4 separate regions of the Mus musculus genome follow, and regions 2, 3 and 4 are each linked to region 1. The links are chromatin contacts, called in public promoter capture Hi-C maps. All regions are on one chromosome and are shown on one strand. Each heading gives the region's core, a stretch centred on a gene start, on an enhancer-like site or on the middle of the called end of the contact. The rest is flanking DNA. Distances are from core to core; before and after follow the strand shown.

What was found. Promoter capture Hi-C pulls out the DNA fragments that hold promoters and counts their contacts.
Region 2: a contact with region 1 is called in a promoter capture Hi-C map of the C10 cell line, with 3 times the contacts expected there. The contact joins the enhancer-like site here to the promoter of Casp7 in region 1. A contact is called at or near these places in 19 of 39 promoter capture datasets (the 3T3-L1 cell line, 3T3-L1-derived adipocytes, the C10 cell line and 12 more), 1 of 484 Hi-C or Micro-C datasets (3T3-L1-derived adipocytes), 2 of 115 datasets of contacts at active chromatin or transcription factors (kidney and pancreatic cancer cells) and 3 of 9 other capture datasets (adipose tissue, embryonic stem cells and pancreatic islet).
Region 3: a promoter capture Hi-C map of stem cell-derived epiblast-like cells shows a contact between it and region 1, with 4 times the contacts expected there. The contact joins the promoter of Afap1l2 here to the promoter of Casp7 in region 1. A contact is called at or near these places in 11 of 39 promoter capture datasets (the 3T3-L1 cell line, the C10 cell line, cranial neural crest and 5 more), 1 of 484 Hi-C or Micro-C datasets (B cells), 3 of 115 datasets of contacts at active chromatin or transcription factors (astrocytes, embryonic stem cells and stem cell-derived neural progenitor cells) and 2 of 9 other capture datasets (adipose tissue and embryonic stem cells).
Region 4: a promoter capture Hi-C map of embryonic stem cells shows a contact between it and region 1, with 3 times the contacts expected there. The contact joins the enhancer-like site here to the promoter of Casp7 in region 1. A contact is called at or near these places in 6 of 39 promoter capture datasets (cranial neural crest, embryonic stem cells, liver and 1 more) and 4 of 9 other capture datasets (adipose tissue, embryonic stem cells, macrophages and 1 more).

The regions. Positions count from the first base shown.
Region 1 is chr19:56,395,819-56,398,518 of GRCm38.p6, forward strand. It overlaps Casp7 (caspase 7), which reads left to right and starts at 1,311. Exons shown (of 7, transcript NM_007611.2): 1 at 1,311-1,499.
Region 2 is chr19:56,913,967-56,916,666 of GRCm38.p6, forward strand. Afap1l2 (actin filament associated protein 1-like 2) reads right to left here. Exons shown (of 19, transcript NM_001177797.1): 14 at 2,358-2,606; 15 at 2,096-2,276; 16 at 1,706-1,861; 17 at 404-597; 18 at 159-287. Among named protein-coding and RNA genes, the nearest start is that of Vwa2, 41 kb to the left of the region's middle. Within about 2 kb of position 1,290, at least 28 of the 459 cell types and tissues checked have an H3K27ac peak or open chromatin away from gene starts, as enhancers often do. A contact at or near this core is called in kidney, pancreatic islet and stem cell-derived epiblast-like cells, where this site is marked.
Region 3 is chr19:57,007,237-57,009,936 of GRCm38.p6, forward strand. Afap1l2 (actin filament associated protein 1-like 2) reads right to left here and starts at 1,339. Exons shown (of 19, transcript NM_001177797.1): 1 at 915-1,339. The coding sequence starts at 930.
Region 4 is chr19:56,934,068-56,936,767 of GRCm38.p6, forward strand. The region is part of intron 5 of Afap1l2 (actin filament associated protein 1-like 2); the gene reads right to left. Among named protein-coding and RNA genes, the nearest start is that of Gm38597, 42 kb to the right of the region's middle. Within about 2 kb of position 1,299, at least 55 of the 459 cell types and tissues checked have an H3K27ac peak or open chromatin away from gene starts, as enhancers often do. A contact at or near this core is called in embryonic stem cells, where this site is marked.

The sequences.
Region 1 (2,700 bases), core at 61-2,560:
TCACTGTCCAGGCAACAGGACCCTGGTGCTGTCAGGTGGGCAGCTTCTCACATTCCTCACCACCAAATAAGTAGAGATTGGTTGTTAAATGTTCCACGTTTTAGGACTACCCTGGAAAAAGTCATGGTTTACACAAAGATAAATTATAGTGGAGATAGGATTTCTTCATTTTTCAAAGGACTGTCAGTTTTAAAAAGCAAATCACCATAGCGTGAGCCATGGCTTACCCCAACATTTGCCTCCACAGTTCAGGGACACTAGCATTATTAAATAAGAAGGAGGGCAGGCATATTAAGAATTGAAAGTGCCCATACTGGCTGAGATTCTAGAGTTAGTGCTAAAACTCTGGGGTTCAAGAAAAACCATGCTAGCAAATAAAATAGCCTTGATGGCTCCGGAGACCTGTAGGTCTGAGAATCGAGTATCTCTGGCGTTTTCACAAAGTTCTCTCACATAGCTTGCTTCAGTGTGAGTGAATGAGCTGTTCTGAGAACTCTAGGTGGAGGGGAGGAATTGGAAGCGTCTACAGATGGAAGCCCAGATCTGTCTGTCTGTCTGTCTGTGTCGAAGATGACATGAACAGGAACCCATGTTAGCTCACTGTCTGCTTCCTCAAACCTAGTGCCTGACACGGGAGGTAGCACACATGGATGATGATTTTGGCGCAATATCCGTGCAAGCTGGGTTTGGGAGGTATAAACGTGTTTAAGACAAAGTTCGCCCCCCTCCCCAACAACGTCTGGGAAGACATCAGACTAAAGCGACTGGTGGTGCACAGTATCTGGTCGAGAAGCAGCTTGTGTTAGGAAAAAGGTAAAAAACAAAAACAGAACGAGACAGGTGCCCCATCGCGGAGAGCAAGTCAGAATTTTGGGTCCATCTGCTGGGTAGACAGTTTTGTAGAATGCGTTCTCAGTGGAACTTTTGACGTTTACAGTTTTAGAGTCTCTTAGTACTCCTCTCTGGTGAGCGCGGGGAAATTTGCATATGTGGCATAGAGGAGGGGACAGGGATAGCCCCAATTTGCAGGGCCGCTCTCCTCCCGTGCCGGTGACGCTTGCCAACTTCGCAGAGGTCTGGACCAAGCGCGCAGTCATATTTTCAGAGAACTTAACAGATTTGCAGCAGGTAGCCCGGGGTCACGGTCACTTTTCTGGCTGGCAGTTTTGCAGAGCCCGCCAGTTCTGTAGGGAGCGCTCTATCTGCCCAGTTCCTGCAGCCGCAGGGGTCGCCCAAACGTCGCAGAGGGGGGGACGCAGCACGTGGGCGGCGAGGGCTTCCCGCGCGAGCTTCCCGCGCGAGCTTCTCCCGCGGCGGGCTCCGTAGCGCGCGTTCCCGCTCGCCCCCAGCTTTCCCGGGCTGCAGGCACAGCCCCGTCCGGCCCGCCCGCTCCTCCCCCTCCGCCTCTGGGACTTTTGCTTTCAGTTTTCCCAAAGCTGCCCTCGACCCTTGCGGAGGACGGACGCTGCCGTGGGCTCCTGGCCGCCGCCGTGGGAACGGTAACTTGGGCCGCCATCGCGGCTTTCCCTCCCCTCTTCCGCGAGCTCCTTCCTCCCGCGCGTCCCCGCCCAGAGTCCCCCTCCCTCCCGCAGGCTCGCAGAACTTGCTTGCAGGGCGCTGTGGCGCGGAAGGCTCTCCAACATGCCTGGCCATCGCCCGCTTTGCTCGGCACGGCGGTCCCTTGGTCTTCTGGACCAGGGTCTCACGACATCCGGTGCCATTCCGGATGTAACAGGGAAGAAAGAGCGGGTGTAGGGCAGTAGATGTGGTTGTTTGAACCCGCAAGGACTACCTTGTCAGACCGGGAACTTAGGCGCTGCCGGGTCCATTTAATGGGAATCTTGGGCGGTTCTGGTGGCTTGTGCTCAGGGAAAGAGGGAGTTAGGTGCATAGGTCTTTAACCTAGGCGAAGTGTGCTTGAAACACTCTTTCTTGTCTGGGGACCCTTGCATCGGGACTCTTAGACTCTTACAGTGACTTAAGACTGGTGAAAAACTGGCAAGCGACACTTGTCAGTATGAGCTCCAGGCGACACCTCACCTTTACTCCTTGGCCTTTCGGGTTTATGGGGAAGTAAGTTTATTAGTAGGCACAGGCGGTGTTTGTAAGCAGTTCACAGGCCTTTCTCTTGAGCTGAGATAACTGATAAGGCCCTGGTTTTCTGTTGACAAGCTGTTTCTTCCTTCAGATTTTGGCCAGCGTAACCTTACACCCCTGTCCATATTGTTAAAGCCTAGCATTACAATCTGCCACTCTGCAACCTCCTATAGGACATGGGCAAAGTCTCTAGTTCCCTCATGGTGTGAACCTCAGGTGACACTGATGGGTTGGGTGGCAGCCTCGGGACTTTTTCACTTAAGGAAGTATGCATTTGGGCAGGAGGTGAGCCTGTTCAATGTTGCTGTGTTTGGGAAGCAGGCAGCCTGTTTCCTCAGGAAGACCCACCTCAATCAACTTGCTTAGCCTGCTTTCTCTTGCTGGGATAAACACCATGACCATAGAGAGGAAAGGCTTTATTTCATTTGACGACTTCAGGTCACAGTCTGTCATTGAGGGAAGTCGAGGCAGGAGCCTGGAGGCAGGAAATCTGATTACTCACTCAGCTACCATTAGTACACAGCCTGTGGATGGTACCACTACAGTGGGCTGGGCCCTCCCCTCCCACACCAGCCATTGGTCAAGGCACTTCCCTATAGACAT
Region 2 (2,700 bases), core at 40-2,539, 520 kb after region 1:
CTGGGAAGAACACTTGGTAAATATAAGCACTTTCCTGGTTAATCAGTGGTAAAGCCCGGGCCGGGCCACAAGTGGCATTCTGCTGAGAGCATATCTCTCACTCAGAGCTAGTGCAAAAGCCACAAGGCTTCATCTGCAGCTGAAGAGAGGCCACTCACCTTGGCTTTCTGCAGGACAGTGCCTTTGCCTGTGACCATGACGGAAAGAGGCCTGTTCTTGAGCACAGATGCAGAGTTGACTGGCGTGGAGTCTGGTGGGGGGTTGGGGGTGGCAGCTTTGGGCTGTGGCTGAGAAGGAGAACAAGGACTGGGTCAAATTACTATGTATATAAAACCCACCTCTACCACCCTGTGCCAGGAGGCCCCGTGTAGAGCTCACAGGCCCTCCAGAGCCCAGCACTCACACGAGGGCTCATGTTGTCCAGGTGCGTGGTATCCACAGTGGTGCCCAGGGTCACGGGCCCAGCCTCTGCCTTCTTCAGGTTGTCCTTCACCTCCATGATGCTGAGCTCAAGGTCCACACGCCTGCTCTCCTCCATCCGGCATTCCTCGTCTATTTTCTTCAGTGTCTGCTCCAGCTTGGCCAGGACCCCCTTATCTGTAGAGAGGATAGAGAACCATGCTGGGTAGAGGAAGGTTTCTCTGGGGTTCAAGAAACAAATTATGACGTGGTAGTCTGAGTGAGAATGACGTCCATGGGCTCCTATGTTTGAATGCTTGGTCTCCAGAAGGTGGAACTGTTTGGGAAGGATTAGGAGGTGTGGCCCCGCTGGAGAGAAGGTGTGGCCTTTCTGGAGAGAGGGTGCGTCAGTCATTCTCGGTTAGAATGCTCTCTGTGCTTTGTGGTTCTGTCTCAACTTTGAGCTCTCAGCTACCTCTCCAGTGCCTGCCTGCTGGCTGACACAATCTCCCCACCATGACTCACTATCATGGACTCAACCTCTCCAGAACTATGAGCCCCACCTTACATCCTTTCTTTTATAAATCACCTTGGTCATGGTATTTTTGTCATAAGAATGGAGAAGTCACCAGTGAAACTGCTAACTGAATATATATTAAAAACCCACTGCCCTGTGCACATTAAATGGGTTCACTGCTAGACAAATGGACTCTATCCCGACAACTGAAAAGTAGAGAGACTGTCCCTAAGGTCTTCCTTTGATTGCCATGCCATAGCTTCCCAGGAACCTGTCGGATTTGTCCCCAAACCTGTTAGGCTGGTTGTGCTCGCTAGTGCAACTCTGTGATTTAAATATCAAATGAGATCCAGGTCAAGTAATTCTGAGAGGCCTCAGAGGTCAGTTGCTAGGAAACCTCCCATGAGCCTGAGCCGGCTGAGACTGGAAAATCACCTGGAAGCTCTCCTCTCCGACTTTGTGCACCTAAGACCAGAGCCTGGAAATTAAGAAGTGCACTGCAGGCGTGGTTAGCATAGAGGTGCCTTGGCAGACCAGTCAGCTGACCCAGATCGTCAACCTGAGAACAACCTAAGTACCTGCTGGTGCTGTTGACCCTGTTTCATGGATCCAGGCAGAGACAGCCTCAGACAGGACCAGAAGAAGAGGGTCATTTCTGAGTGAGGGTGAGGGGACTCAGGCCAAAGGATCCAGAGGTAGATGACAAATCCAGGTTCATTCCCTCTCAAAGCCCGTGTGTGTTGAGTGAGACAAAGTTCCACCCTGGCCCTCCATGCAGAGGCCCCCTACCTGTGCATCTCAACAGGGTCTCTTTGAGCTCCCGCTTCTCTCTGCGGAGCTGAGCCAGGTGCCCTCGGATCTCCTCCTTGCTCCTCTCCAGCCTCTCCTTCTCCTCCGTGTACCGCTTTACTTCCGCCTCTGTCCGATTCTTCCCAAGTTTGATCTCTACAGACCAGAGAAGGAACCGGCTTGTGTCAGCAGGGATGGGTGAGGCATGGGGAACACCCATGCTGGATGCCAGCCCTACAGTGATGGGGTGGGATGTGTCCCTCACTTTTGTTGTTGGGGTGGTCCAGGGCAGGTTCCCTCACCTCTGTGAACCCATCCTCTCGTGTGAAAGAAGAGGATCGGGCTGACTCGCTATGTCTAAAGCGCTAAGCCTGGATCTAGTCCATATACCTGCACTGGTCACTCTCAGCTTCTCCTTCACAGGTGGGCTGGCAGCGATGGGGGCAGAAGCCATGGTGTCTGGGCAGTTGGCTGGGAAGGAGATTCTCTGCTGCTCGGCCTGTAGCTTAACCATGGTGATTCGCGGGGTGGGCTCGATAGGCTCTGAAGACTCTTGAACCTCTGGTTGCCTCTGCCAAGACAGATCATACACTGCTCTATGACTGCAGGGCTTGGTGAGGTGGCTGGGTACGGTTGCTGGGATGGCTTGTACCTGCTGCACCTCTGGGTCTCCTGGAGACTCTGTGTGGGGCTCCTCTGGGGTGGTGCCTGGCTTTGGGTCTACTGTGAGGGTCTCAGCTACATCGTCCTGATGTGGCACTGCTGGGAGAGAGGCCTGCGCCTGAGCCTCACTGCTACTGTGCAGGAAGGACTTGACCGGTGTGAGATCCAGGTAGACTCTGTCTGGCTCACTACCACTGTTAGCATCGACAGCAGGGGCGGCTTCCTCGGCAGGCTCCACCTACAGGAAAAAGCCAGGGGTGTTTACTACCTCATTCCCTTGGCTGTAAGGGACCCAGCCTCAGGATTGCCTGTCCCCTCTCATGCTGCAGTTT
Region 3 (2,700 bases), core at 89-2,588, 610 kb after region 1:
CCTCCCATGGGAAAATAAGTGCAGAGGCAGAATTTCCCCTTGCAGGCTTAACTTAGACAACCCCTAAAAAGAGCGAGTACAAGACCCTTTTCCCAGAGGGAGGCATGTAGGGGCGCACCGACGCATCTGCCTCAGGGGCAGCACCTTGAACCCCCTTTTCAAAGGACCTACTATCTGAGGTTTCTGGATTCCAGCCCTGGGGCTCCAAAACCCTTCGGGCATATCCGGACCGGCCCTCCCACCATGGTTTGGCCAAGATCCCTGGCCAGAGCCAAATCCAAGCTCGCTCAGCTGCCAGGACGCCTACGGGCGCTCCACCTGCTGGGCAGTCCACTGGGCTCCTAACTCACACCCCCCCCACGCAGCTTTGGGGTGCAGGATCCGCAAAGGGCATGGCGAGGCAGGTTACAAAGTGGTAGAGAGACGGACCTTGTCAAGAACAGAATAGCACGCCACCCCACCACATTAGGAGTTTTTTCTGCTACCGGACAAGACTTTTCCGGGAATCTGCAAGAAGCCCCTCAACAAGGCAGCATCCATAGAAAGAGCCCTACAACTCGCCCCTTTGCCCCCAGCAGCCCCTTACTGTTGAGACCTTACTAGGGCCCCCCTCGACTGTAGACATCTTTTCCCCAAGGCAAACTGAAACTGGGGGTGACGGGATGGCTCAGGACACACCCTCGGTTCTCCAACAGGTGAGAAGCCTCACTTTGACCTCCAAGCAGAGACCTCTGCCCCAGGGGCCCAGGAGTATCAAATAGCACGGACGGCATTCTACGCCCAGAAGCCCACCGCCCTGTTCGTGACTCCTCGGTCGCCCTCTCTAGGGCTGCGGTCCCTTGGGCGTAGACTGTCCGTTCTGGACACCTGAGTCCGGGATACCCGGAGCAAGTAGGTGCGCCCTGCGCCCTCACCTTTGTAGCGCTCCATCCCGGGCACGGTGTGCGCTGCTATCGGCTCCGCGCTGAGTTCTCCGCGCTGGACTCCGCGCTGGGCTCCGCGCCCCCGCTGAGCGCTGGCCCCTCCCAGTGAAGTCACGCTCGCCGCCCGACCTCCCGGAGTGGCCGCCGCGCCCCTAGCCCTCCGATCCTGACTCCACCCGAGCCGCCCTGGACCCCGCCAGGGATCTCCACAGCCGGTCAGGACAATCAGCGCTCTGGTCCTCACGCACCCCGCACTGGGCTCCCCGTCCCGAACGCAGATCACTTCCTCCAAGTTGGCCCGAGGGCGGCGGCGCGAAAGAAAGAGCCTGGGACGTCCTCAAAGCCCGGGGAAGACTCCGGGAACAGCGAGCTCCCGTAGGTCTCCACCAAGATCTGTTTTCTCCAGTGTTGAGACTGCGAACCCAATGCCGGGAGGAGGAGACTGAGGGCCAGCGGGGAGGTGGAGACGGACCTAGAGCGCCTCCTGCTTGATCCATCAAGCCAGTGCGCCCACATCCTGGGCCCTCCTGGATTAGCTCCTTGAATTTAGAAGCCGCTGGGGGCCGGCTTTCAGTCCACCTTGCCTGGCACCTGTACATCGTGCACACTTTAGAGCACAGGAAATGACCTCCTTGTAGCCTGCTGCCTGAGCCCAGATTTTATGGGCGTCTTAGCCTAGGCTTTCCTGAGGAGGATTACAGTGTCTGGAGCCTCCTCAGCAAGCCTGGTCTTCAAGAAAAGATGGCACCTGTCCGAGGTTATTTTCACCTCGGAACACATTTAATCCTTTTCTTTTGATTCCCTCCAATCCTTCCAAATTCCTAAATCCTCTCCAAAGATTATGGGGTTTTTGTTTGTTTTGTTTGTTTGTTTTTGGTTTTTCGAGACAGGGTTTCTCTGTATAGCCCTGGTTGTCCTGGAACTCACTTTGTAGACCAGGCTGGCCTCGAACTCAGAAATCCGCCTGCCTCTGCCTCCCAAGTGCTGCGATTAAAGGCGTGCGCCGCCACGCCCGGCTACGTTTTCTTTTAAACTTTCGGATTTCACTTTTTAAACCATGCTTGGACTCTCGACAAAGGCCCGGAATATACACTTAGGGAAGGTTTGTTGTTTTCCGAGAGCCCCCTTCATGCTTCCTTGGAGCAGCAGAGTCAGCTTTGATCTCTGCAGATCTTCCGCCCAGCGATCTGCACAAACACTTTTCCTAGTTAGAGCAGCAGCTCACGTGAACAGAGCCCTCCTAGCCAGCCAGGAGCCTCGCTCAGGGCTGCAAAACCCCAGCCTTTCAGTTTGCCCATTCACCCTGAGGTAGCAGGTCGCTGTCTGTCTCCTGTAGTATAAACAAGTTTAGGGGGAAGGGGGTGGACAAAGTCACATGGGAGGAGCCCTAGGGATGCCTACTTCCAAGTCTTATGTGTGTAGGTCAGAGACCTCCACATGCCACATGCACATGAACACACATGCAAGTACACACACACACACACACACACACACACACACACACACACACACACAGTTGGCAGCAAGAATGGGCATCTCCCAAGAGAATCAGGGTAGGAAGAGGTATTCCGCTGGCCTCCTGTACAGTAGCCCTCAAACAGTCGAGCAGCTGTGTTTCTGCCTTAGTGTTCTCATTCCTACCCCTTTCTTCCTCTTGCAAATGGCCCAGCAGGGCACACACCCTCCGTTCTGTGGTGGTTCCAGACTACTCTCAGTGGAGCCCTGGGTTTTCTTTGAAATGCTCAGTATTGGAAAAGAAGCCTCAAGTCTGTGGTCA
Region 4 (2,700 bases), core at 49-2,548, 540 kb after region 1:
TTTACATTATGATTCATAACTGTAGCAAAATTATATATATTTAGTAGCAACGAGAATAATTTTATGGTTGGGGGGTCACCATAAATGACAAACTACATTAAATGGCTGCAGCATTGGGAAGGTTGAGAACTGCTGCACCCGAAGCTACTGCTGTCTCCTCCGAGGCGTGGACTTCTCAGGAGAGGCCAAGGATGTCATTCATGAGATCTGTTCACATGACCACTAGAGGTGACCGCCAGTCTTCACCAGAGGGGTGTGGACAGAATGACTTGCATCATGTCTGGGCAGTGCCTTTAAGAAACAGGCAGGCAGCCGGGCGGTGGTGGCACATGCCTTTAATCCCACCCAGCACTTGGGAGGCAGAGGCAGGCAGATTTCTGAGTTCGAGGCCAGCCTGGTCTACAAAGTGAGTTCCAGGACAGCTGGGGCTAGACAGAGAAACCCTGTCTCGAAAAACCAAAAAAAAAAAAAAAAAAAAAAAGAAAGAAAGAAAAGAAACGGGCAGGCATTTTTTAGTCCCTCTTTGCCCTGGAGGGTGGCTGAGCCAAAGATTAGAGGCGCCCAAGTATTCATTACACAGGATCAGAAATGCCACGCTGCTCAGAGTAGAAACCAATGCCTGAGAGCTATGTGTTACAGCAAATGGTCTTTTCCCCCAGCATCAGGACGAAGACATCTTGGGCAAACAGAGAGACGGTAATGTCTCAAGCATGAACGTGCAGCGTGCTCAGTTAGAGAGAGGACCCTGCTCTGTGGACAGTGCTGGGACATTACTGCTGAAGCAGGACAGAGTCCCAGCAGCTGGCCTTACCTACAAAGCTAGCACAATCTTGTTAGCTACCCAGCTGGAGCAACCCCTATACCTATTCACCCTTCCTTTTGCTAAGACCAGGTCACCCTGCTCAAGCAGGTGTGGGGACAGCAGACAGGAAGTGAGGGCTATTTGGCTGGCCACACAGGTAAAGGTCACAAGGATGTCCAACTTCCCAAGTTGTCCCTAGACCTCATGATGGCAGGAGAGATGGGCAGCCTTCCCACTCCCTACTTCTCTGGCCCACTCCCTGGGGTGAGTCAGAACTGACACAGTGGGAAGCCCCTGGCCAGGCAGTAAGCACGGGCAAGCAGCAAACAGCAAGGGGCTGGGTGTTTCTGACCACTTGTTTGTGTGGAGTTGAAAAGTCTGCCCCTGTGTGTTTGGGAGACAGGTCCTGGCTGGCAGGGGCCACACCCAGGAGAGGAGATACACAGAGGTGCTCACTAGTGAGTCACTGTTTCTGCCTCCAGGATACACCCAGACAGCATCGCCACGCCCTTGGTTGGCTTGGGTCTGAAATCACAGCCTGGCTGTGACTCCCCAGCACCTCACTGGCTCCGTGGGCTAAGGTGAAGCTCATCTGCCCACAGTGCCAACCGCTTATAATACCCTGGGCCCCCGACAAGCCCTCGCCTCCCACGCGGTTCCTGGGACTGGAGTGCCATAGGTTAAAAAGGAAGAGAAAAACCCAAGTCACAGCTCCAGGTCCCAACTCACTCTAGTCCCTCTTGTTGAAGAAGTGTACAAGGCTCACCCGCTTCAGCCAAGTTCGTCCCCACCACCGGGCACCCACCCTCACCTTCGACATTTGCCAAGTGCTGTGTGACGACTACGGAGCAGTCTCACAAAGGAGAGGCTGAGGAGATGCTAATCTTGATGGTGCTGCCCTGGAGGGACATTGATCGACGACTTGTCCCCGGTGTGGTGTTACTGAGAGACACTCTGGACCATTGAGAGTTTTGGGGGGACTGGAGAGATGGCTTGGTGGCTAACTGCACTTGCTGATTTTACAGAGGACACAGGTTTGATTCTGATCACCCACAGGCTGGTCACAGCTACCTGTAACTCTAATTCCAGGGGACTCTGGCGCCCTCTTCTGGCTTCCTTGGCTACGAGGCACAAACATGTACAGGCAAAACACTCAGACAGATAAAAATAAACAGGTTCCTTACTTTAAAAAAAGCTCAGATAAAACAGTGAGGCCTTGTCAGAGGCCGTTGGTACTGGGGTGTCCTCAAAAGGGACCAAAGGATCGCTCCCAACCCTGCTTTTGCTTGTTGGCTTTGAGGTGATCACGTTGCACGTGGCCTCTTACAGTCCCAATGCAGCCTAGAACAATGTGCCTGCCCAGTCTTGAACTAGAGGCCCTAAACTTGTGGCCCTAAAGTTCCTTTTCACCTCAGAAGTTATTTATCCCAGGTACCTCATGATAGTGACAAAAGGCCAGCTTCTGTAAGCTGAGGACCTTGGCCAAGAAGACTGGGATCCTGGCATTCAGCTCAGGGCGGATAGCCCATTCGCAATATGTCCAAAACCTAAGCCAGGCCAGTCATGAGCTGCCCTGCAAAGAAAGGCTTACAGTCCCATTCCAGGAAAAACCAAAGTCCTCAGTGTGTTCTCTCTGCAGCCCTTCTGTACGCTCCACTCCGCTCGCCTCTGAACTCACCCGGCCCTGCCCTGCCACAGCGGACTCTTCTCTGACTAAAGAACCCTTCTGCTCTCTGCCCAGAATTCTGCTCCTGCAGTTACCTGCCCGATCTTTTTCCCATAGCTCCCTTCATCCTGAGGTCATAGTGTCGGTATTGGAATACCTGCTTTCCTGCAGTAAGCTGAGTCACTGTCCTGTTTTCTGCATTAATAGCCATCACCAAACATAATCTGATATG